Linked DNA regions of Mus musculus: all the other regions are linked to region 3. A link is a contact called in public Hi-C, HiChIP or PLAC-seq and Micro-C data. All regions are on one chromosome and are shown on one strand. Each heading gives the region's core, a stretch centred on a gene start, on an enhancer-like site or on the middle of the called end of the contact. The rest is flanking DNA. Distances are from core to core; before and after follow the strand shown.

The links. A called contact is a pair of places that touch in the nucleus more often than the background predicts. HiChIP or PLAC-seq counts read pairs in DNA pulled down with a chosen protein or histone mark.
Region 1: an H3K27ac HiChIP or PLAC-seq map of stem cell-derived neural progenitor cells shows a contact between it and region 3, with 7 times the contacts expected there. The contact joins the enhancer-like site here to the promoter of Cask in region 3. A contact is called at or near these places in 5 of 39 promoter capture datasets (the 3T3-L1 cell line, frontonasal cranial neural crest, hippocampal neurons and 2 more), 5 of 484 Hi-C or Micro-C datasets (adipose-derived mesenchymal stem cells, cerebral cortex, neural progenitor cells and 1 more) and 7 of 115 datasets of contacts at active chromatin or transcription factors (astrocytes, embryonic forebrain, embryonic limb bud and 4 more).
Region 2: a contact with region 3 is called in a Hi-C map of cerebellum, with 2.6 times the contacts expected there. The contact joins the enhancer-like site here to the promoter of Cask in region 3. A contact is called at or near these places in 1 of 39 promoter capture datasets (hippocampal neurons), 1 of 484 Hi-C or Micro-C datasets (cerebellum) and 1 of 115 datasets of contacts at active chromatin or transcription factors (large pre-B cells).
Region 4: a contact with region 3 is called in a Micro-C map of macrophages, with 5 times the contacts expected there. The contact joins the promoter of Nyx here to the promoter of Cask in region 3.

Annotation. Positions count from the first base shown.
Region 1 is chrX:14,272,842-14,275,543 of GRCm38.p6, reverse strand. No RefSeq gene overlaps it. Among named protein-coding and RNA genes, the nearest start is that of Gm25202, 41 kb to the left of the region's middle. Within about 2 kb of position 1,388, at least 23 of the 459 cell types and tissues checked have an H3K27ac peak or open chromatin away from gene starts, as enhancers often do. A contact at or near this core is called in adipose-derived mesenchymal stem cells, neural progenitor cells, neural tube and 2 more, where this site is marked.
Region 2 is chrX:14,355,462-14,358,161 of GRCm38.p6, reverse strand. No RefSeq gene overlaps it. Among named protein-coding and RNA genes, the nearest start is that of Gm25202, 41 kb to the right of the region's middle. Within about 2 kb of position 1,286, at least 2 of the 459 cell types and tissues checked have an H3K27ac peak or open chromatin away from gene starts, as enhancers often do. A contact at or near this core is called in cerebellum, where this site is marked.
Region 3 is chrX:13,845,189-13,847,892 of GRCm38.p6, reverse strand. Cask (calcium/calmodulin-dependent serine protein kinase (MAGUK family)) reads left to right here and starts at 1,337. Exons shown (of 27, transcript NM_001284503.1): 1 at 1,337-1,885. The coding sequence starts at 1,827.
Region 4 is chrX:13,459,642-13,462,341 of GRCm38.p6, reverse strand. Nyx (nyctalopin) reads right to left here and starts at 1,252. Exons shown (of 4, transcript NM_173415.5): 1 at 859-1,252.

The DNA of each region.
Region 1 (2,702 bases), core at 139-2,638, 430 kb before region 3:
TTTCCCATTTTTAAAAACTGCCTCTATTTCTAGTTTATAGCAAACTTACTGTTCAAAGTTATTATTATACCAATTGAAAAAGATAAAAACTGAAACAAAAGAGGAGATGTCAAAGGCATATGAACTAATTGAGCACCACAAAGAGATTTGAGATTGAGAGCACTTTTAATGGGAGTTTTTGAAGTCTTTGAAGGATAATACTTATTTATAACATGGAAAACAGATGCTGTAGCTCTCTAACTTTGCTGGAATGCAAAAATGAAGTATGTGTCTGCTCATATCCTGTGGGGATCTTTGGTTCCAAATAGGTATCTATGTTACATACCCTATGACATCCTGTTTGAGCTGCCTTGGCTGGGAGAAGTATGTGCCAAAATTCAAAGGGAAAGCCAAAGTATTCTTTAAAAATATCTATTTCAGATATACTTAATGTAATGTCTGAGATATACTTGCTGTGTTCAGAACATAGATGTTGAAAAATAAATACAGTTGGGTTTCTGATCAACTCTTAAAAAGAAAAGGGAGTCATCTAGGATATCTTTGAGAAGGTCAAGTAGACAAATTAACTGATAATAGTTAGAGGTGTCTGTATCCACAATGGCTGGGATAACTTTCCACAGTGGTAGGACATAAAACTTACATATGAATACATTAATGTCAACATTACAGCCATGCTCCCCCAACTCATCCTGCATTATCTTCTTCTCCCCAGTGAGCTAACTGCCAGATCCTACTTTGTCTTCTATAGAAGTTTATAAAATCAAATGTCACTTAGCAACAGGGATACATGCTAGGAAATGTGTCAGTAGGTGTTAGAACATCACTGTGTACTCAACACAGATCAAGATGGCCAAGTTGTCACTAAATGATATGATCTTGTGGTGCTATCATTGGTTTTGCAGTCAATTGCCAACCAAACATCATTATGCAGCACATTGACTGTACTTTCAACACAGACTTCATTATTTCCACTCTCATAAGCCAATGTTTGTTCCTCATCCCTGGAAACATTTAAGAATTGAAATAGATCAAGAGAACTCTCAAACTCCTAAACACCCTTCTAATTCAGTCCTTAGGAGTTGCTTCTCATGAACGTGGTATGTTTGTCTCTTAAAGAAAGCTTTCACTGCACCTGCCTTTACCCTCCCACTGTTGCCCACAGACATATCATGATGCACTATCCCCCAGGAGTACCCAGAAGGAAATTGTAAAGTTTGCCGGATGCATATACTAATTTCAATAGCCTATCCTTGCTAGGTTATTTCCCAAGTGAAGCAGGGAATTACTAACAGATGACTTTTTTTTTTCCTGGAGCTGGGGAATCTCACCCTGAAAGCCTGAAGAGTAAACACAAAACATATGTGTGGCAGATGCTCACATTTAAAGATCCTGAAAAAGGCAGCATGCACATTCTTTGGCAACTTAGAGGGCCAGTCATGGCCGCAGACTCAATGCAGATGAATAGCAGCATTCTCATGGGACATAACTTCAGCCATATTCACATGTTGTCCATGAGCCACGTGAATGCTCATTACCTAGCTTGTAGATAATAAATGAAGATCTGCCCTCAAATTTTCAAAATCGAAATGCTTATGGGTAGGGTCTTAAATAAGCATTTCTAACAAGTACCCAGATGATTCTTCTCTTGGCACATCAAGGGTGAGAATTGCTGCTGGCAGAGCTTCCACTGCAGCTGACCAGGAGAGTTCCATCACCATGGCAACATGCTTTACAGCCATTTGGAAGCAACTCACTCTAATGTCACAGTAGATGGGAAGCATGCTACTGCTGGGGGTGATTAAGAAATGGTCCAGTCACGGTACGGGAAGATTCAATCAGCACCAAACTGGCTTGCAGACTGCAGAGAACAGAAGTTTTTTTCAAAAATGAGAACAATAGAAAATAGGATTTTTATCATTGTATTTGCATCTGATGGTCAGTTGGAATATATTTTTAAAAATGAATAGGGAACTTGGAACATTAGCTCTACTAATATCCTGAGAAGAGCTGTAACGGGGGTAAAAAGTAGAAAAGGAAGGCTAAAATTAAAACTACTTTCAAGAGTCTAAATTGTTGCTCTTTTCTCCTCCTATGTTTGGAAGCTTTGCCAGAACCCAGCCTATTTTTAAAGGCTCTGGAAACCCACTCCGGGTGATTTTTAGAGGATGTGACCACAAATGGTGCCTGTGCTTTATCGGGTCCCGAATAATATATGTGTGGATCTGGGCAACTGTAAAGGAAACTTTTATCATAAAAGAGCAAATGAAACTCTGGTGTGTATGAACTAACAGTTTGAACATCCATATTAGTCTCGGATGTTTTTCCAAGGGGACTGAATTTTATAAAATCTGAGACACAGTATGGTTTTTATTCCCTCTTACCATATCCGTAATACAGAAAATATGTACCAGTTGAGTAAGAACACACATGGGTTAATTGCTATTTTAAAGTGATCTATAATGGGCCAAGTCTCCCTTCCACACATTTGGGTCTCAGTTGTTTCTAATATGTTCATGTCTTTTCAGGAAAAAAATTGCAATGAATAGATGAAAATATAGAAAGGTGGCTGGTTGAGGTATTCAGAGAGAGAGAGAGAGAGAGAGAGAGAGAGAGAGAGAGAGAGAGAGAGAGAGAAGAAAGTTTGAATTACCAAACAGCAGCTTTTAAAACAAGAATGAGCCTTTGAAGGCTTCTTAAATCAC
Region 2 (2,700 bases), core at 37-2,536, 510 kb before region 3:
TGTATTTGTGTGTGTGTGTGTGTGTGTGTGTGTGTGTGTGTGTGCGTGTGCACATGATCTTTGCAGTCACTGATGATTATTTTTCATCTCCAATATTTTCTAGAGGTTGAAAATTAGTAATGAGATCATTTTATCTTTCTTTCTTCATTTACCAGCAACTATTACTTTGTCAAATTTTATTTATGTTTTGGGATGCTTGTCTGTCAGTACATCTGTATGCTACATGTGTGACTGGTGCCTGCAGAGGTCAGAAGGAGGTATTAGTCGTCCGTCCCCCCCCCCCCGGCCCCCCTCCAGAACTGGAGTTATAGAAGGTTGTGAGCTGCCATGTGGGTACTGTATGTAGAACCTGGGTCCTCCAAAAAGGAAATAAATTCTCTTAACTACTGAGCTATCTCTTGAACTCAACAACTTCTATTTTATTTTTGATATTTTCTTTACTTACATTTCAAATGTTATCCCCTTTCATAGTTTCCCCTCCGAAAATCCCCTATCCCTTCCCTACTCCCCAGTGCACCCACTCCCAATTCCTGGACCTGGCATCCCCCTATATTGGGGCATAGAACCTTCACAGGACCAAGGGACTTTCTTCCCATTAATGACCGACTAGGCCATCCTCTGCTACATATGCACCTAGAGCCATGAGTCCCACCATGTGTTTTCTTTGATTGGTGGTTTAGTCCCAGGGAGCTCTGGGGGTACTGGTTAGTTGATAGTGTTGTTCCTCCTATGAGGCTGCAAATCCCTTCAGCTCAGATAAACCCATATACATACATATATGCTGGAAATCATTTGCCAACACATACTATGCTTCATTCCTTGTTTTATTTATATATTTCTGTGCAGATATAAAATAGATTTCAGTCTTTTATTGAAAGAATTTGAGTTGTTTCCCACATATCAAAATAATGTGTTGCAATTAATAACCTTGAAGATTTCTTTTTAAGTAATTTTGCTATGAATTAAACAATTTTTCTTTATAAGTACCATTTTTCACCACCACAAACAATGTGAAGAGCATGAAGATGCATTTTGAGTGATAGGAATCTGTTCTAATTTTAGGCAGCAGATAAGTATTCCCTTGCTCACAATCCAGTTAGTTTTATACTTTCTATTGGCAGTATCTGAGCATTGCCCACAAAACCAATAAACTGCTCCTTTTGGTCCTGAACACAGAGAGCAGAGGAAACTAATTATTTCAAGGGGCTGGAATTGGCCCACCTCAGACCTTCTCAGTGGGACAGGATGTGATACTAGCCGAACAAGCTGCACACAACTTAGATGGCCAGACTCCGACGGGCCAGAAGCCTAGCAGGCATGCTCTTCAAATGATCATACAAGATAATGGGAGCTGCAGATCCACAAAGACAACAAAATCATCTGCTTTGAATGTGTTGGGCTTTATATCACTTCCCTGCTGAGAAAGCTACTCAGAATCCTTCCCATCTGTGTTGTCAAATTCAGGCTTATCCTCCCAGTATCCAGATCCTCCAAACAAATCAGCCTCCAGTCTGTTCTCCCCTGCATGGCTCCTCTGCTTTTGCCAAACTAAGCTGCTTGCTATCCTTTACATTTGGAAAGACCCTTTCTGCCTGTGAGTATAGATTCTCTTGTTCTGTATCTGAACGCTAGAAGATAGCCAGGCTATTCTGTTTGCTTCCTCAAAAGTCAGCTAGCACCAGACTCCACTAGAACCAATGTTCTTCTCAACAACTGTTTCATGATCTCGGATCACACAAGGACTGGTGTTTTCTACATCCACAAGATTCTCTCAAACAACTATCATTGTACTCTGCTCATGGTATGGTATGTGTTGAAAACCTGAAAATCTAGGACTCAGTTTTATGACCAGATATATATCAGTCTAGAAGGTAAAGCTAGAAACACAGAATTGGACTCTTTTTCTCCAGCAACAAAGTAGCAAATGAAAGAACCTTGTTTGTACCCACAGTACAGCACACCTTCACACATGATGAGAGTGTGGAAAAAGAACTGGGTTACAAAAAGCAAAATGCCTGTGGTAAACACTGTGAACTTCACTGCTCACACATTACATGCATCAAAGTGAAGCACCACATAGTTCTTAGGATGCTCCCTTATTTTCTCAATCTGAAAGAAATTTCAAAAATGGTTTAACCAGGATTATGGGGAATATATGAGGAAGCTATACATCCATACAAGATGAGCATCCAGTATCTGAAACACTTGAGACAAGATATGCTTTGGAGTCTAACTTTTTCAGATATCAGAATATTTGCATTACATAATGAGATATCTTGTAAATAGAACCCAAATCTAAACATGAAATTTATATATGTTTCATATATACCTTAAATAAATGGTACGGAAAAACTTTATACACCATCTCGGTAATTTTCTGAGTGAAGCTAAGTTTCATGGTAAGAAGTTCTCTGAATGTTGTACCCTGTCAGTACTCAGAGCAACTCATGTTTTGGAACATTTTGGATTTATATGTTCGGATTTGATATTTTCAACCAGTATGTGATTCATACTTACAGAGTCGAACAATATTCTTGAACATTAAAATTTCAGATTATTGTTTTATTTATATTTTTGGTATGCAGTATAACTTTGTGATGAATGTGAATTACTTTTATAATAAGAAACCCATGTAAAATTGAGGCTATGTAAAAAGCATTATAGCATCTGTTTTTGAAACACACTTTAGATACATAAGTA
Region 3 (2,704 bases), core at 88-2,587:
TCACCCTGCCCCCTGCACTTTGGTAAATACTAGTTTAAAAAATACCGCGCTGAGAATTTTAACAGATGATTTCTGGAGAGCTGACTTATGAACTAATTGGACACTTCTGCTATGAGGAGGAACAAAGACTTCTTTTTTTATTGGTCTTCAACTAAGGCATATACCTGTCTGGTGGCGTTGGCTCATTCTGCACATGCTCAGTTGAACAGAAATCTTCATATTGCATACAACCTAGCACAGCGGCAACACCCACAGCCTTACTCCGCGGCTGACCCTGTGCGTCCATTCCTTCTAGTGACATTTTTTTATGCTAAGAACTCCAACACTTATAGGGAGTGAACAAAGCAGATGCTGGTGCTGAGGAACAATATTCAATGGATTTAAAGTCTCTTTACGACACTCTTTTCCTGGTCCGTCTCTAGGTTTTGTCTAGCAGCAATAGAAACTGCATAGATATTGGTTAGTTTGGAGCGGGTGGCAGGCGAAGCTGTTTCGCTAGTTCACTGTTCTTGTTGTACACCTTCCTCTGCAGTTTTTGTTCCGTCCTTTCCTTGGACAATTCTCCCCCTCCCCCAGCCCTCATCTTCATTAAGGAATGGCAAGGTGGCACTAAAAGCATCCACCGCCGCCAAACACGGTCTTGAGTGACAATCTTTCTCCACCTCCTTTCAGGCTTTTTCATTCATTAGAACCTTTTCTCTGCGTTTCCCCCCTCCCCCAGCAAAAACCTGGGGAACGGCTTTCTGAGATTACGAAAGAAGAGGGAAAGCTGCCAGAGTGCTGAGCACGCCGTCTAAGAACGTGCAGACTGCTATGGACCTTTTGTCCCTCGCCCCTCTTCTCCACTTGGTCGCAGCTTGGGAGTAGAGGCGACGACCTCCACCAGCCCCACCTCAGCAGCTGCAACCCGCAACCCGGGCAGCTCCGCTAGCCGACCCCCAGCGCCCTCTAGATTCCCCGCGCCCGCCGGTTCTTCGTGACGTTGCGGGCGCTGCGCGCAGGCGCCACTGGGAGCGCTTTTTTTTTTTCCCCCTCCCTTCCTCCGCCTCCTTCCGCGGTCCACGCCTCCCAACGGGCTGGAGGGGCGGGGCCTGCGGGTCTCGCTGCCGTGCGGGCCGAAAGGGAGGAGGGTTAGTCCGCGCCAGGCGGGTGCTCGGGCTCGGGAGCCTGGCGGCTGCTGAGGCTGAGGGGAGGAGCTGAAGGCAGCGGTCGCGGCTCCCGCCCGCACTGAACGCTCATCCCGCGAAGCCCCCTCCCACACTCGGGAGGGCGGCGGCGGCGGGAGGAGGAGGAGAAGGAGGAGGGAGCGTCTCTGCCGCCGCCTCCTGGTCCCCAGCGCGGATCAGCCGCCACCACCTCCCTTCGCGACGATCCTCCCTCCATGGTGCTGCCGCGGCCCCCCCTGTAGCCCGAGCTGCCCCGCGCCGCGCCGGAGCCGGTCTCGGGCAGAGGGAGCGGTCGCGGCCTCGCGGCCCGCGCGGGCTGACGAGCGGAGAGTGCGGCGCTTCGCGGTCCCCGAGGGTCCGCACGCCCCGGCAGCGCGGTCGCCAGCCACCGCGCGAGGAGCAGCGGGCGGGCGGGCGGCGCCGGGCCCGGGCCGCCCTCGCTCCCACGCCCCGGCCCCGCCGCCCGCGCCGGGGCGGCAGCCGGCAGAGGAAAGGCGCTGCAGTCTCCGGGCCTCACGGCCCCAGTCGAGCTTCCTCAGCACCGAGGGCTTGCGGGTCCTGAGTGGAGGACACGAGCCCGGAGCCGGGCACTGAGCTCTTGGGCGCCCCCAACCCAGTTTTCAGAACCCTCCACGCTGCGGCCGCTGTCCCCTTCGGACCATGGCCGACGACGACGTGCTGTTCGAGGATGTGTACGAGCTATGCGAGGTGATCGGCAAGTGAGTCTCCACGCGAGGGAGCGGGAGTGTGGAAAAATGCTTTTCAGCGATGCCCGGGGCCTCCCGCACCCGTTCCGGGCCTGCCCCCTGCCCTCTCTCCCTCCCCTCTGCCTCCCTCGTTCTCTTCACCCTGGAGAATTTTTAGACGTGTACCTGGGTTTCCTGCCAGGAATGGGTCTGGGGGCTTCTTAGTAATGCGTGGAGGCCACCGAGCCCCGGTCGGCCACCCCATAAGGCGTGGGGCGGGCTCCCTGCATTTTATCTGACGGTTACACAGGGACGTGGCAGGACCGATTTTGTAGTTGCTTCCTGGGAACAGTTGGGGTTTTTGTTACCTTTCCTGTACCATAGACCTTTCACGAAAAGAGCAGCCTGCATTTCATGAGCTTGTGTGGAGAGAGCGAGAGAGCGCGTCCGGGGTTTTTAATTGTGGGGTGTGTGTCTATTGTGCCAGGATATTAGACAGATGCCTTTGTGTTCACCCCATGCCCGGATTTAAGAGGGTCATTGAAGACGGATGCGTCCAGTTTCAGCAAATTCTTCACCTGCCATAGACAAACATAGAAAGAGTTGGGGGCACCCAAATTTTTAATGCCTCGTTATGCAATGACTGTACAATCAGTGCTCGAGGCTCCCTTCCACTGTTGTTGGGATGGTGGTTAGCGTGGTAGAGCCGTCTGCTTTGAGTCACCGGGCTGGTCTAGAATATAGAACTGACAGTCCAAATGCTCATCCTTTCATCTGTGTTGTATAATTACACTAGGGAAAAGCAGGGAATCAGATTAATCACAGTCCTGATTGAGAATTAAATCTGCAGTT
Region 4 (2,700 bases), core at 3-2,502, 390 kb after region 3:
TGGTTTTTGTTGTTTTGCTTTTGTTGTTTTTTTTTTTTTTTTGTTTTCTCTCCTGAGATTCCAGTAAGAAGCCAAAGAGTCACCCTCACTGCCTATGTGAGATCAGGATGAGGCACCCCTAAACTGCCTTAGCTGAAACCATCCTTTTGTTGGAATCCCTGGCTCCTTGTAGGGCTGGGGGAATCGACCTGAATTCACAGCCTTAGCTCTGGACTGCAGCAGGGGACGCTACTTATTCTGCTGACTCTCAGAATGACGTCACCCCAAGGACAGGCCCAGACAAAGTCGGGATGCAGGCTCGTACCGGATTCCGGGTCCTGCGCACAAAGCGTGCCTTGGCGGTCGGTCGTAGAGGGGCAGCTGGCCACGAGTCCCCAGTATGAACGTTTAAGTCCCTATTCCTTCCCACCTCTCTGGATTTCGAAAACTAGTTCAGCTCGCTAGCCCGGGTTAGCAACCACTCGTGACGCACCAGGGGACTTTTTCCCTCTCAAGGTCACGTCCTTGCGAAACCTGGACAGCCACTGCGGGTAACCCGTGCTGCAGCCCCGCCCGCTCCCAAGGTCTGGTGGGGCGGGGCATCCGAGCATGGGCCCCGCCCTCCCAGGCTTGCCCATCAGAGGGCGCTGAAGCTCCAGCGCTGGACCAGTGCCACCGCAACCTATCTTATCGTCCCCGCCAGGAAGCAGGCTCCAGCATGGCGGCGCGGGGGCGGCTGCCTGGCCCGGAAAGGCCCGGGGCACGCCTGAGCCGGAAATCTTAGTCACGCACCTGAAGTCGCTGGAAGGCTAGCTGCCCTGGTCAAAGGACAGCCTGCCAAAAGTCCCTCTGGAGAGGGTCCTTCAGTGACCTACTCACCTGACTGACCCTGGAGTCAGGAGGGTGGATAATAAGCCAGTCTGACACAGCACATAAAGGGTTGGCCCAGGATTTCTTCTGCTGTGCTTCTCAACAGACTCGCTGCCCTAATACTCCAAAATGCACGTTCCAGGAGCTGCATGTGAAATCGCCACTCTCTGTGGCCTCCAAAAATAGAGCTGTAGGCCCATCTGCCTTGCCCAAGGAAAAGACCCAAACTCAATGCAGCAGGGAACTGCCAAGTATCAAATCAATGTCCCAGTCTCAAAGAGGCCTCTGAAACAATGGTTGATGGCGCTGACACATGCTAAGAGGTGAAAGAGGTCCTGGGACAGGTTTCCTAAGCCACCAGCAGCACGGCCAGACAACAGTTGAAATCAGTAGTTATGGACCTAAGGAGCTAGAGGCTTTAGAATAAAATGTTAGGGGGAAGAAAGGAATTGTTCTGATCTGTGATCAGAAGGACTAGGATAAGAGGAATTGGGCAGAGTCCCAGGAGTGAAGGGTTAGTCAGTCCATAGCAGAATTGCTGCATTTTGGCAAGTCCGTTCTGAAAGCTGAAAGTGAGGTGACCTTCAATGGGTAGTCTTCGGCACACAGGGCAACAATGCAGTGCAGCAGATTTGTCCTTTTCTTTGTTGATTTAGCTGGAAGCTGTCAGTTAAAATAATCTCATCTGATCTCTTCCTCCATTCTCTGGCCTGTAACTTAATTTAGAGAGTTTCAGAATTCTCTTATCACAGGTATTCAAGGCAGGCAAAAGATCCCGGAACATCTGATTTCAGAAGACAAGCCATCGAAGATACCTGAGTCTGTGCAATGTTGAGCCACCAGGCAACTGAGTCTCTGCTGATGACCTGTCAGAAAAACAAATGCTGGGAGAGGCTTGGGCCTCCCTGCTGCTCTCAGATAGGCACCTTTTGCCACTTAGAAAATTAGTGTTTGACAGACATACACGAGGCTAGAGCTTGAAGCTGACCAGCAAAGAAAAGATACAAAGGCTTCCACTTTCCACCTGTCAAAGGAATGGATCTAGGGACAAAGAAGTCTGTCGGGCCTGAGATGGGATGGGATCTTCCACCCCACAAAACCCCTGAGGCGTCTATTTGAAAAAATGGGTGAGCTTTAAAACATTTTCCTCACCTGGACTTGAATTTAAAATCCTGTTAGGTTTGAGAGTCGCCTTTCCTGGATACATGTGGCTACCGTTCCTCGTGAAAGAACCCTCTCCTTACAGCAAATGGAGGCTACCACAGAAAACCACAACTGGAGCAATAGATTCTAGGGAGCTCAGGCCCAATGGATACACCTACACCACCACTCCTGCATCTATGACTCAGGGAGCATCGATGAAGAGAAGGAAGTCTGCTGTGAAATGGTCTCTCCTACAAATGACTGCATAAACAAACCAGAACAAAGGTAATATCACAGACATGTTCTCAGGGAAGGGGAAATCCACCAGGCCCCATCCTTAGGCAAAGAGCTACCTACAGGCAACTAATGGCTTTGGGAAAGATGACTAGCCTCTCCCAGTAATGAGCATCCTTAATTGGTTGTCTAATGCAGAATGGTCAGCCTTGAACACACATACACACACACACACACACACACACACATCACCAACAAAAATGGACTGAGCAGGTTGGATATGTGTGTGTGTGTGTGTGTGCACACGCGCGTGCATATTTCATACTCACATGCACACAAATATGTATGTAACAATAAATAAAATATGCTATCTACTTAGGAGTATACGAGGACATAGGAGGGCATCAGGGAAGGGTAGCTGGAAAGTGCTAGAGGGAGGAAAGTGGTATGATTCTATTTCAATTATAAACATAG